Linked DNA regions of Canis lupus: region 2 is linked to region 1. A link is a contact called in public Hi-C data. All regions are on one chromosome and are shown on one strand. Each heading gives the region's core, a stretch centred on a gene start, on an enhancer-like site or on the middle of the called end of the contact. The rest is flanking DNA. Distances are from core to core; before and after follow the strand shown. Region 1 holds the start of PCNT (pericentrin). Region 2 holds the start of PRMT2 (protein arginine N-methyltransferase 2).

Region 1 (3,627 bases), core at 701-3,200:
GCAAGCGAAGGCTGGAGGCTGCACTAACCAAAGGGCCGTGGTCGGCCTCAGGAGGAGGAACGCTTGCCGGCGGTGGACTTGCCAGCACGGTGTGCGGGAGATCGGTCGGTCCACGTTGTGGTTGCTTTTGACTGCACAGCGTCACAGGGTGGGAGACCCGCTTGTGTCCACGGCTGCCACTACTGCGCGCTAATGGGAGGGCATCATCCTCACGCGTCCCGTGTCAGGGAGCAAGCAGGAGGCACACGGCCTGCACACGGTCTTTCCGAGTCCAGGTGCAGGAGCCGGTGAGCGGGGCAGCAGGCCCCCCGGGGGCCCAGAACAAGGCTGCGCACCGCAGTCCTGCTTTCTGTGCCCCTTTGTCTCTGCCGCAGGCCACCTGAGGTCGTGTCACCCTACCCTGCTCTAGACGGGCCCCGCCTGCAGCAGCGGCGTCTGCATTTCCCACGGCCGCGGGAGCCCAGCGGTGGTGTCCTGCGTCTCCTCCCCACGTGGGTGCCCCCACCTTGTCCGTGTCACCGGCCTGAGCTCTGCGGTTCCCCAATCCTGCGACAAACACGGTGCTGTTCTAGGTTGATACCGCGCGGGGGGCGGGCAGGGGTTCGCTCTCATTTTTCCATTTCACCCTAAACGGCATCTCCATCAGGAATGAGAAGAGTTAAAACGAGACCGAGAGCGTGAAGCCCGTTTAGACAGGATCGGCCCTCGGTGAAAGCCCAAGCATGGACGGTCTGGCGACAGCAACACGACACCGGGTGAGACGCGCGGAGTTGCTGGTGGGTCCATCAGCTTCCATGGAGCTGCGCAGCCGACCGAGGGCTGGGAATAGGGCCCTGCGCTGTTCCCCGCTGGACAAGCAGCTTCAAGCCAAGTCTGAGGCCGAGGAGCAGTGATTTCACGAGACTGGACTCCCACGCAGACCGCGAATGCACAACCAGAGCTGTCTTCCCCTTTTTTCTTTGAAAATTTTAAGACTTTACTCTTCAAAGACTTATTTGCTTTAAAGAGCGCGCGGGGGCAGCGTGTCCAGCTGAGTCCCCTCTGAGCAGCAGCCGCGCTGGGGCTGGAGCCCGGGCCGAGTGACGTCAGGAGTGGGAGGCTGACCCCACCGCCCCCCAGGGCCCCCCCTGACCCCGGGGGTCAAGGCTGCGGGCCGGTCCCTGGGGAGCCCCGGATAGATGCCGCGGCCTGGCCCGCTCCCTCCCAGGGTCCCCCCATCCCCCCCTGACCCCGAGGTCAAGGCGCGGCCTGGCCCGCCCCCCCCAGGGTCCCCCCATCCCCCTCTGACCCCGGGGACAAGGCGCGGCCCGGCCTGTCCCCCCCCCAGGGTCCCCCCATCCCCCTCTGACCCCGGGGTCAAGGCGCGGCCCGGCCTGTCCCCCCCGGGGTCCCCCCATCCCCCCCTGACCCCGGGGTCAAGGCTGCGGGCCGGTGCCCACTCCGCCCGGAAGCGCGTCCCCAGGGAGGAGAGTCCCCGCCCCGCCCCCCCGCGCGGCCGCAGCGCGGTCCAGGGGTCACACGGGGGCGGCGCCCGGGGAACCGGAGTTCGGCTCCCGCCACCGCCCACCGAGGGGCCCTCCGCGCGGCCCGCGAGCTCCGGGCCTGGCTCCCTGGCGCCGACCGGCAGCTCCGGGGGGACCCGACGGGGGACACGACCGCCCAAGGGCCCCGCAGCCCGCGCCGGGAAGCCGCCCTCCGCGCCCGCGCCCGCAGCTGCGACGCCCTCTTCAAATCCGACCAATCACAGAGGGCTCCGAGGCCTTCGCGCCCCGCCATTGGCCCCGCTGGGAGGCGGGGCCTTCATCCCGCCAATGGGAGGCCAGCTGCCGGCAGGGGCGGAGTCCCGTGTGGACCGCCCCGCCCCGACTGCGCGTGCGCGAGGGCAGGACCACGGCGCCCCTGATTGGCTGCGGGGCGGACGGCGCACGCTGGGGGCGGAGCCGGGCTCACGTCTGCGTGACAGTTGTCGCGGGGGGAGGGCGAGCCCGGACTAGGGGGAGGGAGTGTAAATAGAGCGGAGGGCGGCGGCGTGTGGACCCCGTGCCCTCTCGGGGGGCCCGCGGGAAACCCCGGAGGGAGATGGACGAAGATGAGCAAGAGCAGCGGCGCAGAAAGGTGGAGGCCGGGAGAGCGAAGGTAAACGGCGGCGCCTCCTCCTGCTCCTCCTCCCGCTGTCCCAGCGCGGGTTCCCAAGGGCAGGTCCCGGCGACGGCTGCCGTCCCCTGCGAGGAGCGATGCGGTGCGCCGGGGACCGCCGCCAAGGCCTTGCCCTTCCCGCCGACTCGGCTGGAAGCCGCCTCCTGACCGCCGCCATCTTGAATCCGCCGCCCTCTGCCCGGCCCCGCCCCCGTGGCGGCCGCAGCCAATCACCAGCTGGGGACGTACGTGGGGGGTGGGACTCCCGCGCGTGGAGGCCGGGCGCGGGGCATGCCGGGATTCGCGGGGCTGCGCCTGTGCGCGGGGCGGGGAAACGCTAGGCCGGGAGGGGCGTGGCCTCAGGAGCTGCCCCGCCCCCCGCTAGCGCCGCGGCCTCCTCCTACTGGACACTATCTGCAGATTTTTGCTGTACCTGGAATTATGCAGCTTTTTTTTTTTTTTTTTTTTAACGTCTGGAAGTCTTGGAGTGTTGGTGCGGGGGCACCTGAAGTGTTGACATTGCACGGGGCCTGCCGCTTCCCCTTCCCTGGGGCCCAGGTGAGGGGGGGCCCTGCTGCAGCGGCCCCTCGGGCTGGCCTTCCTGGCGGGGCCCCACCCCTGACCGAGGCGCCTGTGGGTGCCCTGGGAGCTGCGGCAGGTGGCAGGCCCTGTGGGGCAGGGCTGAGCGCGGGGTCGGTGTCACCTGTTGGCAGGTAGAGCCGCGTGAAGGTGCGGTGTTGGGGTTGGCAGTGGCCGGACACTGGGGTTTGACACAGACCGGGTCACCGGAGATGCTCTGCAGGAGCATCCTTTGAAGGAGCCCATCGCAGCCCGCCGTGGCCTGACAGCAGCGTCTCGTGGCAACAGGCAGGGGACAGGGTGGCCTTGTGCAGCCTTCTTGCGAAGAAGAGACGTGGACTGGGGTTCAAAGAGGGAGGTGGTGGCTGGCAGGTGCCCGGCACCAACACGGGCGGGAGATGAAGAGGAGCTGGAGTTGAATACTTGGCATGTGTTCCTCCTCCCCCTCCCCCCTCCCCGCCCCCACCTGCAGTAAAGGTGCATGGAGGGGTGACGAGGAAGGGTCACCTTGTTGCAAGATGAAACCGGGCATCTCTTGTTGGGAGGCCCCAGGCCAGAGTCGGGCATGACCATGTGGGGGGGAACACGGGACTGGCTTGGAAGGCAGGCTCTGTCCCGCAGACACGGATTTTCTCGCTCAAGTGGCCTTATGTGATTTTCCTGTCTGTGAAAGTGAGCACTTCTGTTACATTTGCACAAGCAGTCCTTAGATGCATTTGCTTTTATGAGCACGGTTGTCATTCGAAGGAGCCGACGGCCCCCCGTGACCAGCCGATGTTCGATCTCCTATGTTTGAATAAGGTCTTAGTGGGAGACGGTGTGTGGACAGAGTCCAAAACCTTGTCAGTTTGAGGCGCTGAACGGAGCTGGGTTGTGTCTTCTGATGGGTGACATTCTGTGGAGGTCCCTGGT
Region 2 (3,627 bases), core at 710-3,209, 230 kb after region 1:
TCATTTCTCCAAGGATTAACAATGTTTATTACCCACAATTCTTGGAGGGCACGTGCCCAGGGCTGCACAGTGAGGCCGTGGGGCGGGGGCAGGGAGGAGAGGACAGAGTGTGGGCCTGTGGGTCTGCCTTTATTGGGGTCAAGGCTTGTGGCCTAGGGTTTCAAGGGTTCAATCTTTACTGGTGAATTTGAAGCATGAAAGTAGGAATTAATTGCAGGAAAGGAAACGAAGTGATCAAAAGTTCAGGTCAACTAGTGCTTTTTTAAAAAGAAATTCATGCGTGGGTGGCCTCATGGCTTCTCATCTGGTGTGTAGCTGGCAATGTGTTTCCTAGGGATGGATGTCTGTGAAGCGATGCCTTGGCAATCAAAAGCTTACATTATAAAAATTACATTATAAAAAGGTAATTACAACACTATACGTGGGTTTTAACTATATATATGTGTCTATATATTTTAAAGATTTTATTTTAGAGATAGGGAGAGCAAGCGGGAAGGGGGAGGCAGTGGGCAAGGGACAAGCAGACTCCACCTTGAGTGCAGAGCCTCATGTGGGGCTTGATCCTACAACCCTGACATCATGACCTGAGCCGAAAACACCCAGCTGACCAAGCCGACCAGTCACCCTACACGGGTTTTTTAACAAGTTCATTTCTAATGTTTTGCTCCTAGCCAAAAAACAATACACTTCTTTTTCTTTATGATTTTATTTATTTGAGAGAGAGACAGTGAGGAGGGAGACAGAGAGAGAGAATCTGAAGCAGACTCCACACTGAGCATAGAGCCGGACACAGGGCTTGATCCCGTGACCCTGAGATCAGGACCTGAGCTGACACCGAGAGTCAGATGTTCAACAGGCTGAGCCACCAGGCGCCTCTAAAGAAATACACTTATTTTCCTATGTCGATCTTTATCCTACAATCTTGCTAAATGCACCTATGTATTCTAATCGTTCCGTGATTCCTTAGGCTGTTTTGTGCAAACAACCTGCTCAGCTGTGAAGGCACACAATTTTGTTCTGACAGTTATTCCTTTTAGTTACTGCTTCACTAGCCTACTACTGTGCTGGCCGGGATTCCCTAAAAAATGTTGAGTACAAGTAGTGAAAGTGGAAACATCTGCTTTTTTTTTTTTTTTAATATTTTATTTATTTGAGACAGAGAGAGCGGAAGATGGGGCTAGGAGCCGACGTGGGGGGCTCATCCCAGGGCCCGAGGGTCACGACCTGGGCCCAAGGCAGAGGCTGAGCCACCCGAGCCCCCGGGTGCCCCCTTTGCAGCTTGACGGGATGAGCACTGGGTGTTATTCTGTATGTTGGCAAATTGAACACCAATAAAAAATAAATTGATTATTAAAAAAAAAAAAAAAAAAGAAAGCCCGACCCTCACTGTCCCCTGGTGCCCTGCTGGTCTGCACGGTGACCCCGACCTGCTCTCCCGGGACCGCAGCGCCCCCACCTGCAGCCCCGGGCGGCCCGCGGGGGCGACGCTGACGTCACCCCATCTCAACCTCAGCCTCCTCTGGGCGAAATGACGTCACCGCGGCCTCCAGTTGTCACGGGAGCAGATGACCAAGTAGTTCTCACTGCACAGCAGAGACGGGAAGATTGAATTATTACCGAAAAGCAGAAGTAGGTCCTGCTCCAGAACCCTGGAGCCACCCACAATGTCACCCACGATCCTCACGCTAGGGTGGGCCGGCCCCGCGCCCCCACCCTGCGGGCCCCGCCCACCCCAGGCCCCGCCCACCTGCCCCTCAGGCCCCGCCCCTCTGTCCCGGCCCCGGCCCCGCCCGAACCGCAGCGTCGGCGCGCACGAAGGCGGGCCCGTGGAGTGCGCCTGCGCGGGGCGCTGGTCCCCAAGCCAGGGCCTTTGCCAGGACGGGCCTGAGTGACTGCGCCTGCGTGCGGCCGAAGGCGGTGGTTCCGTTCTCCCGACGAAGGAGCCAGTACGACTGCGCAGGCGCGGGGCGCGGGGCCCAGGGAGGGGCTGCGTCCGCGGCCGGCCGGCCCGTACTGCGCCTGCGCGGGCCGAGGGCGGCGGCTCGGGCTGCTGGTCGGCGCTGTCCGCCCGTGCGCCCCGGCGAGAAGGCGGCTGAGGTAGGTTTCCCGCGGGCCGCTCGGCGGCTGCACCGCGCTGGGGCGGGACGTGCCGAGCGAGCGCTTCCTGGGCGTGTGCGCTGCCGGCGCCCCAGGCCGCGGCCCCGGGAAGACCCCCAGCCTCCCGCCTGCGAGCCGGGCGCTGCGGCGGCTGACCGCGGGCTCCGGGACCGCCGGCCACGCCCCTCCCGGCCCCGCCCCGCCCTCCGGCCCCGCCCCCGCCCCGCCCCGCGGCGCCGCGCCTCTCCCCGGCCACGCCCTCCCCGAGCCGCGCCCCCGCCCGCCCGCCCGCCGCGCCCCTGCCCCCCAGGCTTCCCGCCCCGCCGCTAGTCCCCGGGTGTCCCGGTGATCCTCCCCCGCGGGCGGCTGACCTGGCTGGCCTGGCCCGCCCTGCCCGCGCCCCCAGCCCGGCCCGGCTCCGTCCCCCCTCGGCCGCCCCCCCCCCTCCCGGCCCGGCCTCCCTCCTCCCGTTGGCCCCCAGGCCTGGCCCGGGCTCCGTACCTACTACCTCCGCCACCCCCCACGGCCCCAGCCCGGCCCAGGCTCCCTCCTCCCCGCCCCGGGCCCCCCAACCCCCCTCGGCCCACGCACCCCCGGGCCCCCAGCCCGGCCCAGGCTCCCTCCTCCCATTGGCCCCCGAAGCCCGGCTCGGGCTCCGCCCACCCCCGTCCCCGCCCCCGCCCCCGCCCCCGCCCCCGCGCGCGCCTAGGAGGATGCTCTGTGCACGTGTAGCGTTTGCGGCTGACCTTGATAACCCCCGCTGGGTGTTTTGCCTGCAGAACCGGGTCTATTCAAGACTGGCAGGGGCCGCGCGTGGTGGCCGCCCATTGGCCGGGCTGTTGCCGGGCAGGAGGAAAACCTTCCTTCCCCCGCGGCTCGGCCTCCGCCCGCTGGGTGTGCGCGCAGCTCCCCAGCCCGACTCCCGCCTCCGTCCTAAACGACGCTCTTCTCTTGACTTTTATGTTGTAGTTACAGCTGTCCCAGAAGTGAGTATTAAGTCTCCATCAGTGAGGCATGCATTTCAAACAGAATCGTTTGTGTGATAAAAACACGTTCATCTTGGAGCACAGTATGGATTGCACTGTCCTTGGGGAAAAAATGAGAACTGAGAACGAGAGGCGAGAAGCCTCTGCAAGATGTGCACTTCGGTGCCCATTACTGGAAACACTCGGAAGCCCCAGATGGTCTTGACCTGGGGAATAAAGCAGCCAGTTATTTTACCAACAAAATGGGTTTTTCCAGAAATGACAGGAATTGCCGTGTCAGATACGCAAAATTGAAGGCAAGTCTGGCTAATGTAGGGAGAGGAAGGTTACTTTACAGAGAAAAAGGAGAAAGGTGGAAGGAGCCGCTTGGAAGGAAAATCCATTGGAGGAAAGTGAGTGTGGGGTGGTGACAGTCTCCCTGGCTGGACTGTGACACTGTGACAGTCTTCCTGGCTGGACTGTGACCTGTATGTAAAGACCACGGACATTGCAGAGAGCACGGCTCAACCACCAGCCCCGGGACGCTTAGATGGAGGAAATGCAG

The links. Hi-C and Micro-C count contacts between places; a contact is called where the count stands out from the background.
Region 2: a contact with region 1 is called in a Hi-C map of blood, with 2.4 times the contacts expected there. The contact joins the promoter of PRMT2 here to the promoter of PCNT in region 1.

The regions. Positions count from the first base shown.
Region 1 is chr31:39,557,520-39,561,146 of UU_Cfam_GSD_1.0, forward strand. It overlaps PCNT (pericentrin), which reads left to right and starts at 1,951. Exons shown (of 50, transcript XM_038581711.1): 1 at 1,951-2,136. The coding sequence starts at 2,080. C31H21orf58 reads right to left here and starts at 1,218. Exons shown (of 10, transcript XM_038581159.1): 1 at 1-1,218.
Region 2 is chr31:39,787,094-39,790,720 of UU_Cfam_GSD_1.0, forward strand. PRMT2 (protein arginine N-methyltransferase 2) reads left to right here and starts at 1,960. Exons shown (of 11, transcript XM_038581716.1): 1 at 1,960-2,097. LOC106558111 (a long non-coding RNA gene) reads right to left here and starts at 1,975. Exons shown (of 3, transcript XR_005382480.1): 1 at 1,797-1,975; 2 at 1,428-1,583; 3 at 789-1,306.